Regions from separate parts of the Gossypium hirsutum genome. Here region 2 is linked to region 1. A link is a contact called in public Hi-C data. All regions are on one chromosome and are shown on one strand. Each heading gives the region's core, a stretch centred on a gene start, on an enhancer-like site or on the middle of the called end of the contact. The rest is flanking DNA. Distances are from core to core; before and after follow the strand shown. Region 1 holds the start of LOC107916220 (acidic leucine-rich nuclear phosphoprotein 32 family member A). Region 2 holds the start of LOC107916239 (G-type lectin S-receptor-like serine/threonine-protein kinase SD2-5).

What was found. A called contact is a pair of places that touch in the nucleus more often than the background predicts.
Region 2: a contact with region 1 is called in a Hi-C map of leaf, with 2.4 times the contacts expected there. The contact joins the promoter of LOC107916239 here to the promoter of LOC107916220 in region 1. A contact is called at or near these places in 2 of 34 Hi-C or Micro-C datasets (both in leaf).

Annotation. Positions count from the first base shown.
Region 1 is chrD10:53,426,194-53,432,950 of Gossypium_hirsutum_v2.1, forward strand. LOC107916220 (acidic leucine-rich nuclear phosphoprotein 32 family member A) reads right to left here and starts at 4,144. Exons shown (of 5, transcript XM_016845376.2): 1 at 3,652-4,144; 2 at 3,309-3,363; 3 at 3,150-3,206; 4 at 2,453-2,530; 5 at 1,678-2,306. The coding sequence starts at 3,909. The coding sequence ends at 1,810. It overlaps LOC107916219, which reads right to left. Exons shown (of 10, transcript XM_016845374.2): 5 at 6,552-6,632; 6 at 6,375-6,473; 7 at 6,024-6,182; 8 at 5,780-5,866; 9 at 5,486-5,557; 10 at 4,537-5,122. The coding sequence ends at 4,802.
Region 2 is chrD10:53,719,442-53,726,198 of Gossypium_hirsutum_v2.1, forward strand. It overlaps LOC107916239 (G-type lectin S-receptor-like serine/threonine-protein kinase SD2-5), which reads left to right and starts at 2,569. Exons shown (of 1, transcript XM_041103276.1): 1 at 2,569-4,582. The coding sequence starts at 2,829. The coding sequence ends at 3,998.

The sequences.
Region 1 (6,757 bases), core at 2,894-5,393:
CTATAAAAAAAATAGAGGCTATACCACATGTCAAGCATGAGGAATGTCCTTTGAACCTTCTTTTTATGATTGAGTGTAACTCAAGGATGAAAATAAAAAAATTATCATTATTATATAATTTTAAATTTGAGAATTTAAAATTTTCCTATAAAATGTAAAAAAGAAAAAAGGTAAATAATTTTTATATTTACATTATATTAAATTTTCGTCTATTATTTATTTATTTTATACTTTACCCATATATAATGTGTATAGGATTAGTATAAGCAATATTTTTGTGAAAAACAAATTGTTTTACTTCCCTTCTCATAAAGACTATCAAATTCTGTAAAATAAATAAATGATAATTATAGGTAGTTACAAATATTAGGAAAGATGTTTAAATTAAGGTGTAACAAAAATAGGTTTGATAATTTATCATAATTTTATAAAAAATTTAAATTAAAAATAATTATTATTTAATTTAATGTACTTTTAGGTAATATTACATTCCATCAACTAATCACTAAAATTCTTACATTCCCACCCATGAACCAAACAAGTAATGTAACATTTCCGATAATGGTTATATAATATTATATCCCCGTAACCATATTGCAAAAGTAATCCTACATTTTCGAGGATAAGGTAAGATTCTGGAATAGCATTCTATTTAGATTTCAAAGATTACTTTAAGTCGATAATATCACACTCCACTACTGCCAAGATTTTAAAATATAGGGGATAATCGATAATCTGAACACCACCTCTTCCTTAGTTAATCCTACATTCCCATGATAATGAGAGATTTTAGATAATTTTACCCCATTTGTAAAGACTTTGATTCGTTTTACTTAAATCAAAATGATAATTTTTTTATCCTTTGATATATTTTTAAAGTAGATGTATACATGTACCAGATTGAGCCAACACAAGAAGTTTCTACCTATTATCTTTACTCTAGCTTGGCCTGGAACTGCTGCTAGAGTAAGTACAAAAAGAAAAATTCCTATCACTTTTATATATATATATAAAGCCCCAGCTACTTATTCATCTTCGCTAATTTCAATTTATTTATTTAAAAACTAGATATAAAATAGTATAAGCTTAAATAGAAGTAACTTCTATACCAGAATGTGCTTTTAAATAATCTTATATTTTAGCTAAATGAATTTAAATAAAAGAATGTATAACGTTCTAAGTAATCTAATATTATGTGAACCCGAGGCGCTTTAAGGGTGCATTTAATTCAAGGAATATTATATTCTCAATAATAATGTGAGATTTTGGCGTATAATTCCCAAGTTTGAATTTCAGATATTACCAATAGTGTTAAAAGCTTCCCTAAAATGAAGAGTCTGGTTGCAACAATGGCTGCAGACGAAATGGAAGTAACCATGGGTTTTTTTTACTCTCAATTACTACTCACACTGTACTTGGTTTTGCTAGTGGTAGTGCTTAAAGGGCGAAGTGGACCTCAAAGAAAGCTAGTATTGTTTATCTATTACTCGGGATGACTGGGAGGAGTTTGGTTCTTCTAATTAAGCTGGCATTAAATTCTTGAATTATTGTTGATTCAACAAAAAATCAATGGTTGGGTCAGCTGAAGTGTTTTCTATCAGTAATTTTAACCTGCCATTGGAAGTGTTGTCATAGCAAGTGTGGGTCTTGAGGTTTGTAGATGATTTCCATTGCTCGTCTCAAAAATATAATTTCTTCATTTAATACTAAAAATAGTCATGAAATTTCATAAACATACAAACCTTACAAGAACACCTGCTCTCCCCTCTCAAACCTGAATACTGAGAGAGATTTAAGAAGAATGTTTACCTATTTAGAAACTTTTTGAGCTTTAAGATTCCTTCTACCTTCATTCCCAACACTACCTGATTTGTGCTTTGATTCTTCTATGTAATCGTCATCTCCAGCAACAATACCATCTTCAAAGATATCCACATCATCTTCTCCATCCCAATCCTCCTCCTCCAGCTCTTCATCATCATCAACTTCATATACATCATCACCATCATCATAATCTTCATCATCTTCGACTTCAGCTTCATCATCACCACCTGCACGAACAGTGTGCCAGTCGGGTGGAGGTGGACAATCCTCAGTGATTGCCTCGTCTCTTTTTATCACCAGATGCCGAATGACTCTTTCATCTTGGTCTAACATGGTCTTAAGCTCATTAATCCATCTAGCTTCCAACTCAAAGTTCATCAAGATGTAGTGGGCATTCTTAGCTTTCTTTATCTTGTATGCTAGTCTCCGAAGACCCCAATCATTCAATCTCCATAACCTGCCTTTCTTCTCCCTCAAGAAATCTGCAGATATAATATAAGAAATTTACACCAGGTTACCTTGAACTTTCTCATTGATTCTTTCAAAAGAATATGTTGGGAATTCAATAGAAGGATACTAATAGCCCAAAATGAAAAGAACAATAAGCATACAATTTACACCAAGTTACCTTGGACTTTCTCATTGACACTTTCAACCTCTTCATCATGCTTCTCATGAACTAAATAAACAACCTCGTAGTGCCGCACTGTATAAACAAGGAGAATAATGAATCATAACAAAGTGACCAGATGTCAAACAACATTGAAAAAAGAAAATCCACGTTATCCATACAATGATAAAAGGTTTGCTTCTCCATATTTGACAGAAATCAGAACCCCAAAATGCAACTTTGATATTACAAAGGCTAATAAAACCATGAGTTTCCCTGAATTATTCAACTCCCATTTTAAGATATTCATATTCCATTTCCTTGGAAGGCTGCCAAGATGTTGATATCTTTGGCCTCATATTCAGGAGTTCGATAAATCAATTTATACTTTCTAAAATCAGCTTTGAATCCAACACTTGCTGAGGTCTTTGTTAGTAGTGACATAAGTTCATCCTACAATTCATGAATCAAGAATTCTTGCAACAACATGGTCCGCTCAGACAAATACGAGGAGTCAATTAAACCATTTCAAAGATATTTTTCGCTTTTTAAAAGGCAAGAAGCAGAGAAAAGAGTATAATTGTGAAAACCAAATAAAAAGCTTGATGACTATGATAGAATAATAAAATTTTCAAGAAAACAACCATAAATTTCTTTATGTTTAATCCTATCATACTAGCAGAAACTACAAAGTAACTACGAGAAGTAGGCTTACTGCGTTCCAAGTTCAATGCGCTTTGCAGCTCAAGGTTAAGAGATTCATACAATTCTTCTGCAAATTTACAAACAATTTTCATGAGTACAACGCGGCTATATTTATTCATCTGAAATATAAAAGCAGGTTATACAAACTTAATGACCACAATTGACTTACGTTCTTCTTCGTCATCAAACTCTGGGAGAAGTCTACCATCTTCCTGAACTTTCTTCTGCAATTCAAAGAGAAAACCCACACCTCAACTTCCATGGAAAAAAAAAAAGATTAAGGAGCTAAAATTTCTCAAATGGAACACAAAAACAGTACGTGAAGCAGTGGCAGTTCACAATAAGAAAGCCTTGGCCTTTTCTTCTTACTAAGCAAAAAAAGGGGAAAAAACTCTTATCTTTACTAAACATAGATATATAACCCAATTGATATTGCAGAGTTATAATAACACAAAGAAAGAAAACATAAAAAGGAGAAAAAAAAGGAACAAGGGTTTATGCAGAAAAGAGACCTCTTTGAGAAGAACAGCTTCAGGGAAGAACCCAGTGGTCTCATCTGGCTTGGGGATAAAACTGTGACTGTCTTGCTTATTATCGTTGTTTTTGTTCTTCTTTGCCTCCACAATAAAAAGCTTTCTACGACCAAGGCAAGAGTTTTGTAGCGGGAATATGGAGAAAGAGTGTTGGTTTCCAAAGAACCCACATTTTATTTGAAGTTTGGGTAGGGTGGGAGCAACAATTTTCGTAGAAGAGTGTAGGAGTGACTCCATTGCAGGAACTTGAAGAAGTTGCAGAGTCTAGTAACATATATCTTTAAATCTGGAGTTATGGATAAAAAAGATGCACCCAATACCCACATCTTAAAGCCCATTTATGAGACGTGCGAATTTCATTTTTTTAATCACATAGTTCGCAGTTGGTAAAATTCGATTATTAGCCCCTACACAATGCATAAGTTATAGATTTAGATTCTTTACTTTAATTTTAAAGTCTGTTTTGAGCCAAACAGCTAACAGTAGCTGATAAATCCTTTGTTATATCAAATTCAACATGAAATCTTTTTGTGATTACATAAAATTTTAAAAATAGTAAATTTGACAACTACCGTTTAATTCAAGGCTTAAAACTAAAACTGAACAAATCAAAATAAAGAGAATAAAATTTGGATCGTACAAGAACTAATAGGAGTATTTATCCTCAGAAAATACAATATCCTTTCAGCTTCCATTTCAGTAAAGAAAAAGGGAAATTGTCCTGAATTATAGTTCTACCATCTTGTGTGGCAATTGAGAGTATCGTCAGGCATTTCTTCAAAGGAAAAAAATAAAAATTGAACTAGAAATTCAGTTGACGCTTTGATAAGGATACTGACAACAAAATGAAATGAAGAATGTGTAAGAAGAGAAGTGCAAATTTTTTTAGTAATACTATAACCGGGAAGATTAACCTCCAGGGTCTGCAATCTATTTCATATTTGGTATGACGCTCCATATCTAATTATTTGAAGGAAGATGATAGTAAATGCTATACAAAATCTGCATGAAATATGCCTCACGGCCCGAGAACAAGTTAAACATGGATTCAAGTTTTCTGGATGTTTATGGCCAAAAATTGCTTTCTCTCTCGACAATCCGGGGCTACACAAATCATGATGACTGCAGCTTACCATTGTTTCTTACCCTTTTTCTTTCTCTTGCTTCCACTACCGCTGCTGCTGCTCTTCGAGCTGCTTTCTGCTTTCGTAGATGGATTTTCAGCAGAGGTGCTGCTACCATTAAAGTTGTCAAACATGCCTCCTTGTACTGCATTCTGTAACCACACTAAGAATTCTTCTTCGGTCATCGTTTCTTCCAGATTAGGAGGAGTTGGCATTGTGCCACCTCTCTGTCCTGAACTTGATCCCTTGCCGGTAGCATGCTTGGATGTCACACTAGTGTTCACATGAAAACTTGGCTTATGTGTGTTAGGTAGACATCTCATTCCCTGCAACATAATCCAGCAGTATTGAGTGTAGACATGATTCATATCAAAAGACTAATACAGTCTCATACACGAAGGAGATGGATGTCAGTGGGTACAACTTGTGAAAATTCCATGTGAAACCCATTTAGCATCCTATTCAACTCCAGATATCTTCGTATTAACAGTTCCCCATAGGTATTTTTTGGTCGAAGTCAAACTTCTTACTAACAGCCAAAGATCGCCTTAAACTTTTTTAGGCAACCAGAAAAAGAGCAGTAGCTCCTGTTAATCTTTTGAATAAATGCTTCAATCCTCCTTAGAAATGCATCCTTGATGGGTGGCAGATTAACATGATAACAAATACCAAGTGAAAGTTGACTTTACCTGACAAATATACCATTCAGTAGCATCGTATATCTTGCTATCAGCACAGACATAGGCAGAGGGAGCTTCCACCTAGACCGACAACCAATTAACTTTATGTAAAAAAAGTAGAAACAGATCTTAAGAATATCAACTCAAACAAGACTTGACCCTCGACTAACTGGGGTAAATACTTCTAAAAGCAATCCCTATAACTCTTTCTTTTTCAAGAGATTGTATTATCACTTGTGTCAAATCAAAGAAATTGAAAAATGGAATAGTATCTGCATGTAATGAGAGGTGGACAGTGCATACCTTAAGCAAAAATCCGAAAAATAAGGGCTCCGACGATTGTTCAACCCATCCATCACCATCTTTTGCTTGATGAAAATCTTTGCATTCCTTAGGTAAGCTCCAAAAACAATATTAATTTCTTGTTAGGGAACAAATGAAATCGTCAGACATTAGGGGATCTCATGCTCGATGAGAATGTGCTAATTGTCAAAGTCATAAACAGAACAAGCTAAAATGATACATGTTTTAGGGGGCAAGAAAATACCTGGCACCATCTTGCTCGAGATTTTGATTTCTTGGTGTGTGCCCAGACATGAAAGTTACCACATTTTTTGCAGGCAATACGCCTGGATTCTCCAAATGGTTCCTCCCCATCAGCCTCTGACCGTGCAGATCTAGAGGGAAAGAAACCATGTCTGCCATTCTGGCGATGAATTGCAGAAAAAGATCATGTAAGATGCAATGATTGATATATCTACTGCAAGAAAAAGATTTTATGGATGTACTGCTTAAGACAGTCATTTCCTTGCAAGAATCAGCAGAAACTTTAAACTAAACTCTACAAGATAGTCTTTCTTTATATTCAAGTGAAAAGTTGCAGGATGTATGCTCAGACCTTTTGAGAAGCATTTTGAAATCTACGGAAATAGTTTAACAGCTCCTCCCGCCTAAGCTCATCATCATATGTTTTTCGCTTCAACGAATCAAGTAAAACCTATAAACGAAGTTCTATTATTATCAGAAAAGAAATGCCAATCCACAAGGGGGAGAGCATAATAAACCAAGAGATTACCTCATATGCATTTTGAAGCTTTTTAAAAGCTTCTGCAGCCTTTTCATTGCCCATGTTCTTATCAGGATGGACCAGCATTGCCTAGCAAACAGTCTGCAAATTTCAATACCGTACACATCTTGCTCCTATTTTTTGTTAAAACAATTTGAAAACGATAAAAAAAAAACAGTGGGTATCAAGGGTAAGCTGATCCAAAAGAACTTTCA
Region 2 (6,757 bases), core at 1,319-3,818, 290 kb after region 1:
AAATCAAACTTTTTATTAAATTAAATTATAAATGATTATATTAGATTTAGATTGTTTTAGATCAAGTTATTGTTATGGTCTCTCTACTATGTTTAAATTTAAAATTTAGTATCGATACTTTAATATGATTTAATTCCTCTAAATAATATTGAAATAGTTGATACCTTTAATTATTATGATCAAAATGTGAGGTCAAATTCTTTCTTAAATGTGCCCATTCCAACTTCATGTTGAAATACACACAAACATATATATATATGTTTTAGAATGGTGTTTTTAAGAGAACTTCACGTAATTATTTTAATCAAAATAATTAATAATGTTAAGTATTTGGATTAACTAATGAGTTATAAAGTTGATGATCAAATTATGTCAAATTAAAATGTAAAGACTAAATCTCAATTGTAAGCATAGTAGAGAGTTCAAAACTACAATTTTACCATTATCTTATAATGATTAAAAAATAAAAAGAGTTGTGTCATTAGTAATTCCAAATAATTAGTATTGTTAATAATTTCGACAGTAATGTGATTTAAAAAAAACACTTATTAGAACTGATTATGTCAAAAAAATTTGTTAGAATAATATATTTTATAAAAAAATATCAATGTAAAAAATTTAGAATAACTAAGGATGTTAACTATTTGGACTAACTAACATTATTGTAAAAGTAGAGAACCAAATTCTGTTAAATTAAAATATAAATATTAAATATCAAATGTGAACATAATAAAAGGATCAAAACTAAAATTTTACTATTATATTATAATGGCAAAAGAAGTTGGATTTGAGGTGTATATAAATTAAAGTGTAAAGATTAAACTGGAAATTTATCATTATGTATAATCTAAAAAATTTTACGTGTGCTTGGTAGATAAGCCTTTGGAGACCTTCTTTTAATTTATCAACTAGTATGGTTCCAGCCACGCTTCGCATTAGGTTGATTATTTGTTTGTGTCAAATTATGGAGTAAAAATTTGAATGTTAAAATATGCTTCAAGTCCCTATCACTTTGTATATTTGGAATTTACTCCCCCTAGTTTATTTTTGAGAATATAGTCCTCTACTTTTCGGATTTAAAAATTCAGGTCCAGTTGATACCACCGTTAAAACTCTTTTATTAATTTCTCTGGGGTGACATTTTGAAATTTAAAAAAAAAATCACTTGGTAGTCATGTAACAAAAAAAAATTGAAAATACTTACTAGAATTTTTTTTCTTAAAAATATCCATTTGAAATCATCATGATGAAAATAAAATTCTATTAGAATAATGTTATTAAGAAAAATTGATGGCAACATTTTTATTGAAATAGATAGCAATATTAACTATTTAAGCTAACTAATAACATTATAAAAGTAGAGGGACCAAAATATGTAGAATAAATAAAGTATATAGATTAAATCTTAAGTTTCAGCATAGTTTAGAGGCCAAAATTGAAACTTGACCATTGTTTTATAATATAAAAAAATCGATGCAAATGTAGAAGAAACGGGAAGCCACATATTAGTCTCTAAGACTAATTATATATAACCACATAATGTTTTAATCGAAACATTAACAATATTAACTATTTAGACTAATTAATAACATTATAAAACTATAAGGACCAAATTATATTAGAAATTAAAATATATAGATTAAATCTCAAATGTAGGCATATTAGAGGGGCCAAATCTAAAATTTAACTATTTTGGTAAAATGCGAAAAAAAAAGCAAAAGAAAAGGAGCATAGAAGGAGGAAGTACGATATTATGTTAGAAATTAAAGTGTATAGATGAAATCTTAAATTTAGGCATATTAAAGGGATTAAAGTTGAAATTTAATCTTTTTGATAAAATATTAAAAAAAGCATAGTTGGACGTGACGTGTAAGGAGGGACCTTTTGTATATGGTTACTAGTATGGACTTTCACGCTTTGAATTGATTATTTGTTTGTGTCAAATTATTTAGTCAATTTATTTAGCAAAAGTTTGAAAGTTTAAATATACTCTAAGCAAAATTTTCATAATTAGATTGGTGGTCAAATTGATTAGGCTATTGATTTTACGGATCAATTAAATAAATCACTAAAAAATTATAAAAAAAATTAAAAAAAACAGCTCAATTGATTTTTAATATGGTTCAACTGGTCCGTATCGGTTTGTGGGTTAACCAGTCTGATGCCTTTCTTCAAATCAGTTTGTGGGTTAATCAGTCTGATGCCTCTCTTCAAATCAGTACCCTAGCCAATTTGATCCGGATCAAACAACTATAACTTTAAGTTTCTATACACTTCGTACATTTGAAGTTTAGTCCTTTATTTTCAAGAATTTAATTTCTATACTTTTTAGATTTAAAAATTCACTTTCAAATTATATATAACAATATAATATTTTAGTTTAAAAATTAATAATATTAAATATTTGAATTAATTAATAATATTATAAAAAAATAAATTAGGTTAGAAATTAAATTAAAAGAGTTTTAAATTTAAGCAGAGATGAAAATTAAAAATTAATCATTTTTATAAAATGCAAAAAGATAATAAAAAGAGCGTGGGTGTCGTCGACAAGGAGGAAGGTCCTGTGTACCTTCCTTTAATATATAGCTATCTAGATTATATGGATATAGATCGTCTAGTAATGACCATTCTTGGTGATTTTGCAAAACATACTGGTTTTCTTTTTTGACATTTCTGCTGAAAGATTTTTCTTTTTCCAATATGATAGCAGTTTAGCAAGCTTGAGGCCATTGTTGCAGCTGATTTACTCTTTCCTATCATCAAAAAATTTTAAAAATAATAATAATTTACTCTTTCCTGGAAAGCCATTGCCTGTCTTAGAAAGCATGAATCCGAATGCTCGTTGCTACTTTATAATGACCACCCTTTTTATTCTACTGATCATAGCGGTTATTGTGAACTTTGATTTACTTTTTTGGATAGTTCTATGCGTTTTACTTATTGTTTTAGGGGTTTTCTTTTTTCGAAGATATAGATATGGAGCCCAAAAAGTTGAGGAAGATCATCTAGACAACATGTCGGGAATGCCAACTAGATTCTCTTATGAAGAGTTGAAGAATTTCACCAAGAACTTTAGCAACAAGCTTGGTGAAGGTGGATTTGGGTTTGTTTTTCATGGAGCACTGTCTTCGGGTTCTGAAGTTGCAGTGAAGCATCTTTTTGGCATTGGTCCAGTTAACAAGTCCTTCATAGCTGAAGTTCAGACTATTGGAAGCATCCACCATTTCAATCTGGTAAGCTTGGTTGGATTTTGTGCTGAAAAATTCAATAGGCTTTTAGTTTACGAGTTCATGGCTAATGGATCATTAGACCGATGGATCTTTAATAAAAACCAGGATCTTTCACTTGATTGGCAAGTTAGAAAGAAGATCATCTTAGATATAGCCAAAGGACTTGCTTATCTTCATGAAGACTGCAATAGAAAGATAATTCACTTAGATATCAAACCTCAAAATATTCTTTTAGATGAGAATTTCAATGCTAAAGTTTCGGATTTTGGGTTATCTAAGCTAATTGAAAAAGATCAAAGTCAAGTAGTTACAAGTATGAGGGGAACCCCAGGTTATATGGCTCCTGAATGGTTAAGCTCAATCATAACTGAAAAAGTAGATGTTTATAGCTTTGGTATTGTGGTCCTAGAAATTCTGTGTGGGCGACGAATCATTGATGAATCTCAACAGAATGAAAGGTATTTACTGGAGCTATTTAGGAGAAAGCAAGAGGAAGGGCAACTCCTGGATTTAGTCGATAAGTGCAATGATGATATGCAATCAAATGTAGCTGAAGTCGTGGAGATGCTAAAGGTTGCTGCATGGTGCTTACAAACTGAATATGCCAACAGGCCTTCCATGTCCACGCTTGTGAAGCATTTTGAGGGCTCGGCTGATGCTGTGATCAACGTAAATGAAGATTTTCAAAATGAATTAACAACACAAGCGCCTGCAGAGAGTTTTGCTTCATCAATTACACCCTCTGTGTTATCTGGGCCAAGGTGAAGGTGATGATCGTGGACGTGGAAGGGATGATGGAAGATAATATTCATGAAGATTGGATGCAAGGTATGTTATGGCCCCAGTTTTAACTTATCCAAATATATTATTTCCATTAGCAAATTTGTAGTCAGCCTTTCTGCAATGTTACAAATATTATCTTTATTAGCAAAATTTGTAGTCAGTCTTTCTGAAATGTTACAAATATAGTTTGCGTCACGTACTTGTTTTCACTCCAACCTTTGGGTTCAAAACATCTAAGTTACCCGACTGGAAACAGAAGACTGAAGGTTAGTGGAAGATGGTCTCTTTTCCTTATTGATTACATGTACTCTAAAAGTAAGGAAAAGTCTTGTAAGAAAATTCCTATTTTGTTTTATTTTGAAGTCTACATACAATACACGTTTCTCAAAGGTCAATCTTCATTTCTTTTCAAAGTTTCTGAAAGGTCAATTTGTGTGTGCCTTCCACTTGTAACAACAATTCTATCAAGCTGGTCCTAAAAGAGTATAAATTGACTTATTATACTCAATATGAAGTCAAAGATATTGATATTTTGGCAACCTTCCGGGTAACTCCTCAACTCAGAGTTCCGCTTGAAGAAGCAGGGGTCGCGGTAGTTGCTGAATCTTTTATTGGTACATGGACAACCGTGCAGACCAATGGATTTACCAGCCTTGATCGTTATTAAGGGCGATGCTACCACATTGAACCCGTTTCTGGAGAAGAAGATTTATTATATATTGTAACAGCCCATTTTTAACCTGCTCAAATTACAAACAAATAAATTATAAGTAAATTACAAGCCCAAAATAATGGCCCAAATGACAAAAACCCCAAGGCCCAAAATATATAACCTAACCCAAAACCTTAAAACCAATAACCCAAAGCCCAATAGCCCATAACCTAAACTATTCTCAAAAAAAAAACCCTAACCCCTTTGGCGCCGCTTCTCATGTCGCATCGGCGTGCTCGCCGCTCGAGGCCTGACACGCCCTTGCCACCATTGCACCAAAATGACAAAGGTGTGCTTCCCGTCGTCGCCGTTGACCATGGACGCCTGCAAAAAGAAAACACAAGGAAAAAAACACCACATGCAAAGAATAGTAGAAAAGAAAATAAAAATTAATAGTTTAATGTAATATTCAGCTATAAAAGCCATAACTATCATGTATTTTTTTTACACACAGACAATCAAAAAAGAAATATAAAAAGAAACCACAACAGTTTTTTTAACGAAGGTATCTTTCTCTTTTGCACAATTTTTTGAACACTATATATATATATATAAATACGAAGGGTTCTTACCTCAACCTCAACCGTCATCGTCGGAGTCTCCTCTGGCCTAGAAGGCTGTCGAACCCTTGGGGGTTCGCCTAAAGCCGCGTCGGGAACGATTGGAAATCGAAAGGCCCTCTTTTGTTGGTGTCGAACTTTGACTGGATTTAGGGATTTTGACCCCGAATTTGGATTCCCCAAAAAATAGGGACAAAAAGGCCCCTTTTTTGCGATCTCCGGCCACTGGAGCTGGTGGTCTCCGTTGTCGATAACCAGTAGCCACTGCAGAGACTCGTCGGCGCCAGGGTTAGATGTGGAAGAGATGAGAGAAAAAAAAGCCTAAAGATTTTTTTTTAAAGCTAAGTTCAGAAATGAAATTTTTAAGAAATTTTTTGCATATATAATGACCAAGATACAACGTCGTTTTGACCAAGCTCTAGAAGCCTCAAAATGACATTGTTTTGAAACGCTACCCGATGACCCGACCCGAACCGCACAAGATCCGAACTTTTTTATAACGGGTCTATTTATTCCTTGGGTCCTTCCTCTTTTACGACTTGTTTCAATTTAGTCCTGTCTTATTTTTTATTTTGCCATTTAGTTCTATTTTATTTTCATTTTGGTCTATGGGCCATTTTTGGAAATGGATACCAGAAATGGCATCATTTTGAAGCTGGACCCGCCAACCCGACCCGAATCCCTTGGGATCCGCGTGTTTTCATGGAATGGTCTATTTGCGGCCCTTGTCCTTCTGCTTTTCAACCTTGTTAATATGGTCCTAATTTTTTTTCCTTCTTTTTAGATTGCACCGTTTAATTTTAATTTGTTTTCAATTTAGTCCTTCGTTTGCTGACCTTCTGGGAATGACGTGTGTCCTAGGGTTTGGGATAATTCCTGATTTGAGCCCTATTTATTTTCGCATTTCTCATTTTAGTCCTCTATTTACTTATTTATTAATTTTATTACAATTTATGCTTTTAATTTCATTTTAATTCCGATTCAGACATTGGTTTATTTAATTTCAACCTTTTATGAATTTTATTTATTTATTATTTCTTTAACCCTTTTTAATAATTAAAATTCATGTTATTTCTACTTCCTTTTATGGTGCATTATCCGCCCTTATTATTGTTATTATTATTTCATTATTCATGTTAATATTATGATAGTAACTATAATATAATTATGGCTACTATTACTATAAATTGTTGTCTTTTTATTATCATCATATTTGTATTATTATTACCCACTAGCATAGTATTTTTATTTTATTTTATTGATTTATTTATCTGTCCATTTATTTACTTATCATTTTAATATCATCATTTCATTTTTACCCGTTACTATGTTATTTTATTTTGCTAACATTCGTGCCGTGTATCGCGTTAAAACATATTCGTCCATTTTATTACTAGGTCTAGATAAATTAAAAAGCATATCATTAAAAGGTTGCATTCGTTTTACCATATGAATAGGAAATATTTTAA